Linked DNA regions of Triticum aestivum: region 2 is linked to region 1. A link is a contact called in public Hi-C data. All regions are on one chromosome and are shown on one strand. Each heading gives the region's core, a stretch centred on a gene start, on an enhancer-like site or on the middle of the called end of the contact. The rest is flanking DNA. Distances are from core to core; before and after follow the strand shown. Region 1 holds the start of LOC123051973 (phragmoplastin DRP1E). Region 2 holds the start of LOC123051991.

The links. A called contact is a pair of places that touch in the nucleus more often than the background predicts.
Region 2: a contact with region 1 is called in a Hi-C map of leaf, with 7 times the contacts expected there. The contact joins the promoter of LOC123051991 here to the promoter of LOC123051973 in region 1. A contact is called at or near these places in 3 of 5 Hi-C or Micro-C datasets (all in leaf) and 1 of 1 datasets of contacts at active chromatin or transcription factors (leaf).

Annotation. Positions count from the first base shown.
Region 1 is chr1A:378,517,494-378,523,917 of IWGSC CS RefSeq v2.1, forward strand. LOC123051973 (phragmoplastin DRP1E) reads left to right here and starts at 2,940. Exons shown (of 15, transcript XM_044474992.1): 1 at 2,940-3,262; 2 at 3,378-3,441; 3 at 3,539-3,646; 4 at 4,501-4,602; 5 at 4,916-4,966; 6 at 5,056-5,117; 7 at 5,214-5,304; 8 at 5,807-5,871; 9 at 5,955-6,149; 10 at 6,237-6,356. The coding sequence starts at 3,116.
Region 2 is chr1A:378,700,069-378,706,270 of IWGSC CS RefSeq v2.1, forward strand. It overlaps LOC123051991, which reads left to right and starts at 2,313. Exons shown (of 1, transcript XM_044475008.1): 1 at 2,313-3,840. The coding sequence starts at 2,617. The coding sequence ends at 3,462.

The DNA of each region.
Region 1 (6,424 bases), core at 1,690-4,189:
CCACGAATAAAACCCGAAACCGTTGCTGAAAGGGGGAAAAAACTCATAACCGTGGACGAGATATGCGCGTCGGAGACCCACGTCACCATCCCACGAATCTGTTTGAAGAGCTTTTGAAGCGACCGGTCCACCTGCCCCGTCATCAGCGTGTTTTCTTCCTAAACTACCCTTGTACCTTCGCTGCCAAGCATGATAAGTGTTACACCGACTACACGCTTGCGTGGGAGCTAACGCATGCTTGATTTACTTTATTTTGGAATTTACACATCTTGCTCCGTAGACCATATATGTAGCCTGATTCATTCTCCAAACTGAGCCTCTCTCTTTTTTTCTGCGGGGAACTGAGCCTGGGTACTGTACTATTGTGTCTACACAGACAAAAATCTCATTAAACCACAATAGTGTGACTGAACAATCGACAAAATTGGGGTACAAAAGAAGACCCCGCGTCGATCTCGAGCGAAAACCCTAATCGTCGCCGCAAGCAACACATGTCATTGGGCAAAGCCCACTGGCGGGTCGACGCTGGCGGTTGACAGTTACTGGATTTGTTTCTCACGCGAGCGTTGCTCTGGGCGCGCCCCTCTCGGTGGAGTTGTTCGCCATGGTGATCGACCTTGGTTCGTGGGATTGCCCTTGGAGTGTTGCTCTGGCGAATGTTGAGGAGGCTAGGACGAGAGGCGATGTGGGGGCTTAGCGTAGCCACGTGCGGCAACGCCTAGTAACTGCTCCGCCCGATGGTGAGGTGGTCCTATGCTTCGTGGTGTCTATGGCGTGGCCTAGGCGGTGGTTCCTGGTTATGATGCACTTGGGCTTGGCCCAAATCTGGTTTGTGCTGGCGGTTGGTTGCAGTTTCTCGGGTGGCGGTCTCGGACTTGGTGGTGGCAGCTTCGGCCACGGGGCGGTGCATGTATGGGCGTGGCGGGTCATGGGACCCAGCGGACAAAATTGGAGTTGGCTTGAGGCATGGTTCGGTGGTTAGAGGGTTTGCGGTGGGCGATGTCCCGGTGTAGGGCAGAAGGTGGTCGAGGCATCTCAAGGAGAAATCCTCTTTCCACCTCCTTCAGATCCATCGATGACGGCGCCCACGAGTAGCGTGGTCTTCTTGGAAGCGCCGTTATGGAGATGTTCTCATCACTCTCCCCACATTCTTGGCTTTGAAGAGAAACCTCGTATTCTCTTAATCATGTGATAGATGTGTATTCGCGTCTTTCTCCTCCTTGGGGGCATCATCTTGAAGCCGGCTACGACTAGAAAACCGGTGGTTGGCAGCGGCTTGTCTGTGTGGTTTGTTGAGATTTAGGGCGTCAACGTCTATTCCGGCAACGATGATGGTGTCGATATGAGTTTGGGTCGCCGCTCGAGTCTGGTAGTGGCCTTTTTCTAGCGTGCTTGATGTGTTATTTCGTAGTTTGCTTGGTTGTTGTGGAGTCATTGCTGTAGTGGAATGTGTCCATGTGGTGACGATGACATCCACTCAACATTTGGTGGCTTACCCTCATCACCGTCGTGGCACACAACCGATGTGGTCGTAGCACGCGGACGTTGTGGTCCAAGCTTAGCCACTTGCGGATTACAATATTGTCGGGGGCGCGGTCTGAGCATATCCAACTGATGGCCATAGCGTCGCATGTGGCGATCCCACCATACCCGCCTGTCTATCATAGGATTGTGGGGTGCAGGATCCTAGCATATCCATCTGCTGGGCATAGTGCAGGGTCCCAACATCATCGGGGCATGGTCTCAACATCCCATTTGCGCGTCGTAGCATCACGGAGTGCTGGCCCAGCTTCCCCATCTTCCAGTCGTAGCATATTGTGGTGCCGGTCACAGCTTCCCCCATGACAACTATGGCTCGTAGGCAGAAACGAGAAGAAGAAAAAAAACGCAGGCCAGGTCAGGAGGATGTGGTTGGGATGGGGTCCTGCGCTGGAGGTGGGGTGACCATTGACGACAGAATCTGCGTGGCCGTGGAGGATTCGTGTGTTGGGGAAAGAAGATTGGGTGATGTCGGGAGAAGAATAATGTGACACAAATGGGAATGAGAAGAAGATAGGGGCACAACGGGGGGCATGTGTGTGGAGAGGGAGAGAAAAATGACACGTGTAGGGACAATTGGGAGGAGACTGGCGCCAAATCGAGATCATTTACCAAAAGTATACTACTAGAAAACTTACTTCCTCATGACACATGCAGAGTTTTCCATTCGCAAAAAGGCATTTGCTGTTCATTTCTTTCATGCACTAATAAAACTATTTAGGTTAATTATAAGCTTAAAAAGTAACTATTCAGTTTTAGAAACTACTCAAATTTAAAATTTTGGTGACCAAAGCCGCGACTTGGACTCCTCTTTCTTTTGCGTTTGGCGACTTGGAAAGTTGGAAATATCGTGAGGGGTGAAACTGGCAGTTAAAGGGTATGTCTAGGGCACATTTAGATATGCTCTAATTATTACACATCTAAGTGAGTGAATCAAGCAAAAAGGAAAAAAGAAAAAAGAGAAAGAAAATATTCACACGAATCTCAATGTAAAATCAATGACATATGATTTAGATGTGCAATACTTATGGCACATCTAGATGTACTTTAGGCTAGTCATAGTGGGAGTAACTTAGCAAGTAACATAACGCACTTCGAGAAATTTTTGCTTATGTGACATGTAGTTAATGAGAAGTGGTAATATAATATGTTACTGTAACATAACGTTTTTCAAGACAAGATAAGTCTACAAGCTAATTAATGAAGTCTTCTATGACACTACTACTCCCTCCGTAAACTAATATAAGAGCGTTTAGAATACTAAACTAGTGATCTAAATGCTCTTATATTAGTTTACAGAGGGAGTACTATGTTACTTTACATTATGAAGATAATAATTTAGACTAGTGTCGTATATATATGACACTAGTATAAGTTACTCCCGTTATGACCAGCCTTAGCAAAACCGGCAGTTAAAATACAGGCCGACGAAGCCGATTCTCAATTTCCACGACAGCAACGCCTCTCTGCTTCCTTCGTCCGCAGGGCCTCTCGCGCAGCAGCGAAGCGCCATCTCTCCCCCTCCCCCTTCCCGCGCCTTCTAGAACCTTCCACTCCAACTGCCGGGGCTGCGCAGATGGCGACCATGGAGAACGTGATCGTGCTCGTGAACCGCATCCAGCGCGCCTGCACCGTGCTCGGCGACCACGGCGGGGACGGCGCCGCCGCCTCCCTCCCCGCCCTGTGGGAGGCGCTGCCTTCCGTGGCCGTCGTCGGAGGGCAGGTACTCCCACCTTCGGTCGCCTGTGCTCGCCCCGCCTAGGGTTTTCGTTTCGTGGCTTAATTACCGTGACGCCTGGGTTTGATTTTTCTGCGCCCGGTTGCGTTCGTACGTGCAGAGTTCGGGGAAGTCGTCCGTGCTGGAGAGCATCGTTGGGCGTGACTTCCTCCCTCGAGGCTCTGGTATGGCAGCGAATCCCGCGTCCAGCTCCGACTATTCGAGCTTTTGTGCCGTTTGTTTTGATTGTTTAATTTCGCGGTTGTGCGTTGTGGTTCGAAGGGATCGTGACGAGGAGGCCACTGGTTCTGCAGCTGCACAAGACGGAGGTCGGGGAGCAGGAGTACGCCGAGTTCCTGCATGCACCAAGGCGTCGGTTCACCGATTTCGGTGAGCTCTCTCTGTGCCCGTAATGGATGCCTGATTAGGGGGTTATTCAGGGGTTATGCTTCAAGTAAACACTAGTAGTAATGGATGCCTGATTTTTTAATGCCCGATTTCGGTGAGCTCTCTCTGTGCCCGTAATGGATGCCTGATTAGGGGGTTATTCAGGGGTTATGCTTCAAGTAACTACTAGTAGTAATGGATGCCTGATTTTTTAATGTCTACTGTGATTTGCTGTGCTATTAATAAGTGCAGTGGAATAATATATCTATATGTACCTGCACCTGCACCAGAAGTTGTATTGCTCAATACAAGCTACATATGTGTGATAATATTCAGGCTGTGGGCACTTGATGATGCACTGGCTGTGGAGTGCTATTATATAAAAAAATGTGTGGTTTTATCTATTGCTTATCGATATGGTTGTAATCTTCTACTCCACAAGGATGGGTCAGGTGCAATGGGGAGTTTTTTAGGTAAAGTTCTATGGTCACTCTCTCTAGTCTCCACCCTATGTGGATAGCTCAGACTACATTATGCACTTGACTGTGTTGCTAAGTGTTTAAGACTTTTCCATCAGTGATTCAATGAGTAGGTGTTAATGCTGAGACTGGCAGATTTAAACGATTTTATTTGACCAACCTGCGTCTGGTGCTACCAGTTCAAGTGTTATGTGTTTTTGATCAGGCTGATTTGCATATGGCCACATGTATCCAAAAAACATCACACACATCCATCCTTCAGAAAAAAAATGATGTCCTGAAATGAATTTGGAATAGCTGAAGTATTTTCATTACTGGGAGGCAACTCAAGTTGATCAGATGCTTATTCTGTACATGCTGTTTGTCTGTTTTCTGCAGCTCTTGTGCGCATGGAAATCGAAGATGAAACTGATAGATTGACGGGGAGATCAAAACAAATATCTCCAGTCCCTATTCATCTCAGCATATACTCACCAAACGGTATTATACGTTGGACATAAGTGCATAACTTAGTGCTACATTGATGGAGAATATTGCTGCTGGTATTTACTAAATATAAATTTCCAGTTCCATTTTATATGAATATCACTGTAACTTCTCTGTTTGACAACAGTAGCCATGTATCTCTGATTTCATTCCTTTTTCATGGTGGTGTTTATATAGAGATCTTAGTTTATAAACAATAGCATTCATGCAGCTCTTGCATCTTCTTGGATCTTAATCTTTTTCCGGAGGGGTATTACTTCTACATTTTCTTGATAAGTCATTTATTCTACTCAATTGGCTATTGCAGTTGTCAACTTAACATTGATTGATCTGCCGGGTCTAACTAAGGTTGCTACCGGTATGCCAATGTCTATTTTTTTTCACATTTTCTGATCTAGGCAATGTTCACAAGGAATTTTCATTCACCATGTTGTCATCTCTTTTCAGAGGGGCAGCCTGAAAGCATTGCCCAGGATATCGAAAACATGGTGCGCTTATATGTTGAGAAGGTACTGCTATTGCTTCAATGGGGTGCACTTGACATACATAAGATGTGCATGTTGATATTTACCTATGGAGTGACACATTCCTATCTTCTTTTGTAGCCAAACTGTATTATACTTGCTATATCTCCTGCCAATCAAGATATAGCAACATCAGATGCCATTAAGCTTGCTCGGGATGTTGATCCAAGTGGTATGAACCAAAATTCTGCACTTATTTTGTTGTGATCTACTAATTCTATTATCTGATGGTACAATCCTTCAGTATGATGTTGAATAACTACGTATGTACTTATGCTTTATACGCCTATCAATGTCACAACTCATCATATTTGCTGATGTCATTTGCTTCAAAGATTTTAGCACTATGGATGTTCAACATGAAAAATAACAAAACAACATCTTTTCGGTGGAACCGATACATAACTTAGCAAGTATTTGGTTTTAACTCCAGATTATTGTGGTCGATTAATGATTACTGAGCCATGTGCGATGTACATTTCACTCCAATGGCTTAGACTACTGATTCTCTTGTCTAATATTTTATGACCTGTTCACATTTGATTGATATTCTCCCCCACTGTGACAAAATTATCTGTTTGATGCATCTACCATATTTTCTTGCCTATTAATAAAAGCGTACTTTATAAAAAAAACATATTTCTTGCCTGAGGGTTCATTTTAAATTTTCATAGGTGAAAGGACCTTTGGCGTGTTGACTAAGCTTGATTTGATGGACAAGGGAACAGATGCACTTGATGTATGCTTCTACTTTACTTTTTTCTGTGAATTTTGGGCTTATTAAGGACCTAATAATGCCCAATACTTGTTCTTCTCGCTAAGGTTCTTGAAGGAAGAGCTTACAAGCTACAACACCCATGGGTTGGAATTGTTAACCGCTCACAAGCAGATATCAACAGGAATGTTGACATGATTATTGCTAGGGAAAAAGAACAAGAGTTCTTTCATTCTAGTCCTGAATATGCTCATTTAGCCAGCAGGATGGGTTCAGAATATCTTGCTAAACTTCTTTCACAGGTTCGAAACATCCTTCTAGTGTTTTTATTCTTGTTCTTTGTAAGGTAGCAATGGTCTCATCATGCAATCCTGTTTTTTATCTCTCAGCAACTCGAGGCAGTTATTAGGGCACGCATTCCAAGCATCACATCTTTGATAAACAAAACTATTGATGAGCTTGAATCTGAGATGGATCACCTTGGTAGACCTATTGGATCAGACGCTGGGGTAATCAATGAAACTTTTGAGCTAAATTGCATTGGACTCAAACAGACATATGTAACACCATTCATGTA
Region 2 (6,202 bases), core at 1,063-3,562, 180 kb after region 1:
AACCAACATCTCTTCATGCTCCATATCGGTTTCTTGAAAGCCATAATGAACTCTTCATTTTACTTCATTGCTTCAAGACTAGATCACCAAAGACTCTTTCATGACCATATCAAGTTTCATCATGAACATCATATTGTTCATCACTTGCTCTTCTAAATGCCCCATTACAAACTCTTGAGAGGCACAACTCTAGTTTCTTGTTTCAAGACATGATCAACCAAAACCCAACACATTAGCTCATCATGATCTTCTCTTGGTACCATAGCTTGAATTCTTCTCTTTAATTATACTCTCAAGACCTTGATCCTTATAAGCCCAAATGTGTCAACCTTTGAGATCCTCTGGTGAACTTCACCTTGAACATATTTGGTTAGACATTGAGATAAATCTTGATGACTCCATTAGATACATCCAAAGACCAAGTCGTATCCTCACTAGGCAAGAGACCCCTGAGAGTCAAACCCTAGGCCCTGTGGCCCAAGGGGCATAGACCCCATGCACACGGGGTATCCCGAGAGTTTAACACCCCTGACCCCGTGTGCACGGGGGTTAGGAAGCCCGTGTGCAAGGGGTGTCGAGAAAGATTTCCATGGACACCGTGGGCACGACCCCTAGACCCCGTGTGCATGGGGTAAGCAAAGAGGATGCCATGAAGACTTCTTCCAGAGGCTTTTGATTCCACTCTTCCCAAATAAATCCAACATGCTTCATGCATAACTATGGAACATTTCTTCATATAAGATACAACGACCTTGATGCTCCATAGGAATTGCCATTCAATACCAAAACTTAGAGAAAATCTTCTTCTTTATGGCAATCAACCTTAAGGCACCACCCATGTAATATTCCTTCAAATATATCTGAGTGAAAGTATTAGTCCATAGAGAGTGTCATTAATTACCACAACACACATAGGGGCTACATGCCCTTTCACATAGCACTTAAGTGGCAAGAGTAAAATTCTTGGGGATTCTGGTTGAGAATCTGTAACGATTGTCCCTAAACTCAATGTGACTCTTGGATTCACCAAAATACCTATAAAGTATAAACTAAGATATCAAAGGAGAAACCCACTTAAAGATATAAAATTAGGGATCAATATTGATCTTTCCACTCACAAATGGGATGCATTTCTCGAAATAAACTTTATAAACTATTAATCCTTTCAATGTCCTTGTCGTTTGATCATCAAAACCCAACAAAGGGACATAAGATGCACTCTCACTCATGGAGGGGTTCGACTTTGGTGTCACGCTGCACAACAGAGCGGTATGGTGTCACTCTAGCGATGTTATCGCCATGATCAGGTCTGAGGAACCCCCCCCCCCCCCCCCCCCGCGCGCCAAAAAAACAACCTGATGAGACTATGGTTGATTGTGTGAAATCCCTCCCAGATTTATCTCTCAAGGTGGTTGACGACAAGTTGAGCATGTGGGCTTGGCTACATTACGGACGTGTGTGGGGTGTTGCAGTAAAATTGATTAGCACGACGTAGGATACGGAAATGAGGGTCCCATGGGGTGACGATCCTCGGGAGAAATCGATATCGGCCAACACTTAATGATGGGTAAAATAGGCGGTTTTTCATGTCCATCAATAACTCCTTGATCTTTTCGATGTTTTTCCAAAAAATGACTGGTTTGCCGCCTACAAAAGAAAGAGAGCTATGACACCTTAACTTCGAACGTCTGGCAGATCCAAAGTAGATGTCTCACCGTTCTTTCCATTTTCCACAACAATTATTTTGAGAATGGGTGGAGTCCACCTACCCCCACCCAGGCGCCTTCGGTTTCCTTTTTCACATTTGTTTGTTTTAGAACCGATCGAGTCAACCCCCTCCCCGCGTCGTCGACTGGGTAGAGGATCCATTTCTTTTTTCACCTTCGTTATTTTGAGAACTGGCGGAGTCCACCCCCTCCCCTTTCCTTCGGCAGAGTAGAGGCTATGTTTCCTTTTCACGACCGGTTGGTGAAAGGGTTCGTTTCCCTTTTTCACGCACGTTCTTTTAGAACAAAAGGCGTACAAAAATAAGATCCGCAATTTATTGAGCACGTAATGATTTTGCTATTCCTAAATCGACCGAGAAAATTAATAGAAAAATCACCGGTTAAATACCATCCGATCTAGACACGAGATACATGCAAGTGTAGACGTGTACAGAAATGTTTTTAACGGTTAAATACCATCCGATCTAGACACGAGGATCTATACTCACTTCACTTGCAACGAATAAAACCGAACGGAGAGATGAGAGGAGGGTGATTCCGTAACGCTAGACGGAACAGCACCGGTGCCTTGGAATAGATAGAGTAGACCAGGGTGCGGCCGGGGCCGTACCGCACCGCACCGTCCCAAATAAATCCATCCGTCCGTCCGGGCATTACAGCATCGCCCAACCACTCCTCCAGTCCCGTCCTCCCTCTCCCTCTCGAGCGAGCGAGCCAACCAAGGCGACAAAAATCCAAGCTGCAGCGCACGCTCCAGCAATCCGAACCCACCCAACCACCGCACGCTCCGCGGATCCTCCTCGTGCCCCGCCCGCGATCTGCCTCCGCGAGCCCAACCGCCCCTCGCCGGAGATGCGCGCCTGGTGATCCGGCGAGGAGGGGAGGGCCGATGAGGTGCAAGCTCCACCCGTACGCGAACGCGCTGGGCGTCTGCGCGCCCTGCCTCCGCGACCGCCTCCTCGTGCTCGCCGCCGAGCGCGACCGGGCCGGGGCCGGGGCCAGCAGCGGCGCCGACTGCAGCAGCAGCAGCAGCCGGGGCAGCTCGCCTGCGCGCGCGTCGCCCTTCGCCGCCGCTCCGGTGGCGCAGCAGCACCGGCGCTCCGACGCCTGCGCGTACACGTCGTCCCGCCACAGCCACAGCCACCGCCCCGAGCTCCTCTTCTTCAGCACGCCGCAGGTCGGCCCCGCCACCCGCGCCGCCGACGACGAGCCCCGGGAGAGCGAGCGGAAGAAGTCCTTCCACCGGAGGCGGTCCTTCCTGGCAACCCTCTTCGGCGGCGGGCGGCGCGGCGGCCGGGAGGAGGAGAGCGAGAGCAAGAAGGACTCGCCCCGGCGGTCCACCTCGTGGCTCTCCGCCATAGCCCGGCGCAAGCGGAGGCCGGACGCGTCATCCTCATCTCTGCCGCGGCCGGTGGACGAGGAGCCGGAGTCCCCAGGAGGCAGCACGAGCAGCAGCTGGTGGTTCCCGTCGCCCTCCCCGGCCAGGCACCATCATCACCCCCAGCGACGCGGCAGGCCGGGCGGATCAGGCGCGAGCGGCGACGGGATCTCGGGGTTCGCGGTGTGCCTGAGCCCGCTGGTCCGCCCCAGCACGGGCGGTCCTCGGCGGCGGTGCCAGCAGCCGGAGCCGTCGGCCCTGGGCGAGAGCCACCGGCGGCACCTGTCGGCCAGCAGCGCGGCGTCCTTCGGGCGCAACACCTCCCGGAAGCTGGCCGACATGGGCAGGTTCCGGTGACGTGGCCGCCGCTCCGCTCCGGCCGGCAAACCGCCTCCTCTTTTCCCCCGTCGGAAATCGTCACCTTGTCCTCCTCCCGCAAAATTTGACCTTCTGCTGATGCGCCGTGCGCTGTCACTGCTCGCTGAGAGACGACGAGAGAAAGATAATCAAATGAAGCTGTTTTGTTTTTGAGTTTCTTGTTTGAACGGGGGCAGAGCAGTTCAGCTGCGGTAGCTTGTGTGAATTACGACGAGACGACCTGGGCTGGGCTGGGGCTCACAGGTCACCTCATTTCTTTTGTTTGAACGTGTGTTCTCTGACCTCTGACGCCTACGACTTCAATTTTGTTCCGCTCTGCCCTCCCATTTATTTACGTGCGGCTGTATCGCTTCGAGAGCTCGTGAGCTGCTGCCGTGCCTGTGGCTGTGTTTTTCCATTCATGTTTCGAATTCTTGGAAGACGAAAGACGACTGTCAGCGGCATTGTTTAGCTGAGTAAGAAGAAGAAGCTTCTCCCGGGCAATGCATGTGTCTGTCAGTATGTTTTATTGTTTTCTAAAAAGTGGATAAAGCATTGTCCTGGACATTGGCGAGGCGAGGGCGGTGATTAGCACTCCTCCCTTGGGAACTGAGATGGCATCGAGCTCGAGTGAGAGAAGCTGGAGAGGGGGAGATGATGAAGGCGCGCGCACGCGCTGCCGGCGGTGCGATCATGAGCATACATAAAGGATAATGCGATGACATCACCATTAGGATGAAAAGGAAAGCAATGGGCGCATCACATCACCATTAGGATGATAATGCGATGCGACGCCATGGCTGGCCGTAACAAAAAGAAAACGCATATCCCTTCTCCTCCGCGACGCGCTACAACGACGTCTCCTCTGTGCTTCCCATTTGTAGTACCCACGTAGCACTATTACTACGTTGTGTGTGTGTGTGTGCGCTCCGGTCATCTAGGCAAGGCAGCACAAAACACCACAAAAGCGGGGGCGCCTCTTTCCTCGCAGCCAGGACTGCAAATTCCCACGCCTTTCTTTGTTTGATCGGACAGCCATGCCAAAAAGAGCCCGTAGAGCACGCGTCCTTGGCCTAGGAACAAGGTCCCCGATTCCTACTCATCACAAAACTACAGCTACACCACTCCAGTAAAAAGACACCAACCAAGCGCATCACAGCACCACTCAAGTGCTATCATCCATGATAATATATCTGCCGCAACGGGCCGAGTAAAAAAATACTCCCTCCGTCCGAAAAAGATTGTCCTCAAATGGATGTATCTATAGTGCTAGATACATCCACTTAAGAAACAAGCTTGGGGTAAGCTTTTTCGGACGGAGGGAGTATACGGTAACGCTAACTGGCAAATGTTTGATGGGAAGGAACTCCCAACGAACACTCTCGGCAGTTTTGGGTGAAAAAATTGTCTTCTCTACGAAGAAATTGTCATGCTAGTCTCAAGAAATTGCCACCCCCCTACTCAAAACAAATAGATTCAAGCAGCACAACAACAAGCGTAGCTACCAGCAAGCAGTGAATAATTCCAACCGTTCAAGCAAAAAAAAAAAAAGAATTAGACCAAAACCATGAGACCCATCCATGACTGCCGACTGCCTCACCGTAAAAAAAATAGACGACCGTTTCACCAAAGATACGCCAGCATCGGAACGCAAAGGATAGATGACCCGGCCATCAAGTACTCTATATGTTTACGCTTTCCCTCTGGAGAATGCGAACATATTCAAAAGCAGATGTGTGAAGTGCGTGGTGTGTTTTCTACGCCCTCCCCACAAAATGTCCTTGTCAGGAAAATCAGTGGGAAGGGAAATGCCCGGCAACTCGCTCATCTTGTTAGGGCCTTTATTTCCTTTCAGTATTGTTATAGCAATTAACAAGGCACATAAGTCAACTACCCAGTGCAGACAGTGTGCACTGAGCATGCAGCGAACGCAACGGTCAGGCGCTCACCTTTTCGGCGCTGAAAGAAACTTCCATCCAGCACAAGAGGGCCTACCGTGAAACAACTGCTAGTGGCCGGTGCTCGATGGCCGGCATGCCGAGCAATGGAGCTTTGCTCCTCCATTCTACAGGCTACCCAGTGTGAAAATCATTCGCCCAAAAGATGACTGAGAAATGAACGAAATATTTAATAGCAGGAGACTGAAAATGAAATGAACAGATGCACTTCTCTTGTCAAAAGGAATATTATAGCGGCTGATTGCCATCTTTCCACACGGGGAACCACCCTTCGTACACACGCAAAAGCGCGGGGCCGAAAGACTGATTTCATATAGCTGGTGATGGTCAGATACCAAATTTTAGAGGGGCTACAGGGCTACAGGCTAATCTATCAGTGGCGGTTCGACTGTGACGACTCTAGATGGATCAAGCGAGCAGACTGCCAACTGCTGAAAGCTCCGCTTGGGGTCCTAGTATGGTCAGTCAAGGCGGTGCAGCATCTTGATGTTGTCACTTGCCTCTTTGTTAGGTTGCAAACTTGATTCCAAAATATTATAAAGAAATCAATCTAGGGGTCCCACCGCTAGCTGTGGAGACGCAAATTTCCTCTCAGAATATTAAAGAATTATTAAAGAATTTTAGCCGACACCTTAACTGCTTCTGGTTAGAGTTAGCATCCTAGGATATGTGGTAGCCGCTCAATGGCAAGTGGTCCGAAACAGTGCACTGATCCCAAATGCAACAGCAGTGAAGCATAGTTCAGACCAGGGCTTGGCTCACAATGGCGTGCAGGTTTCAGC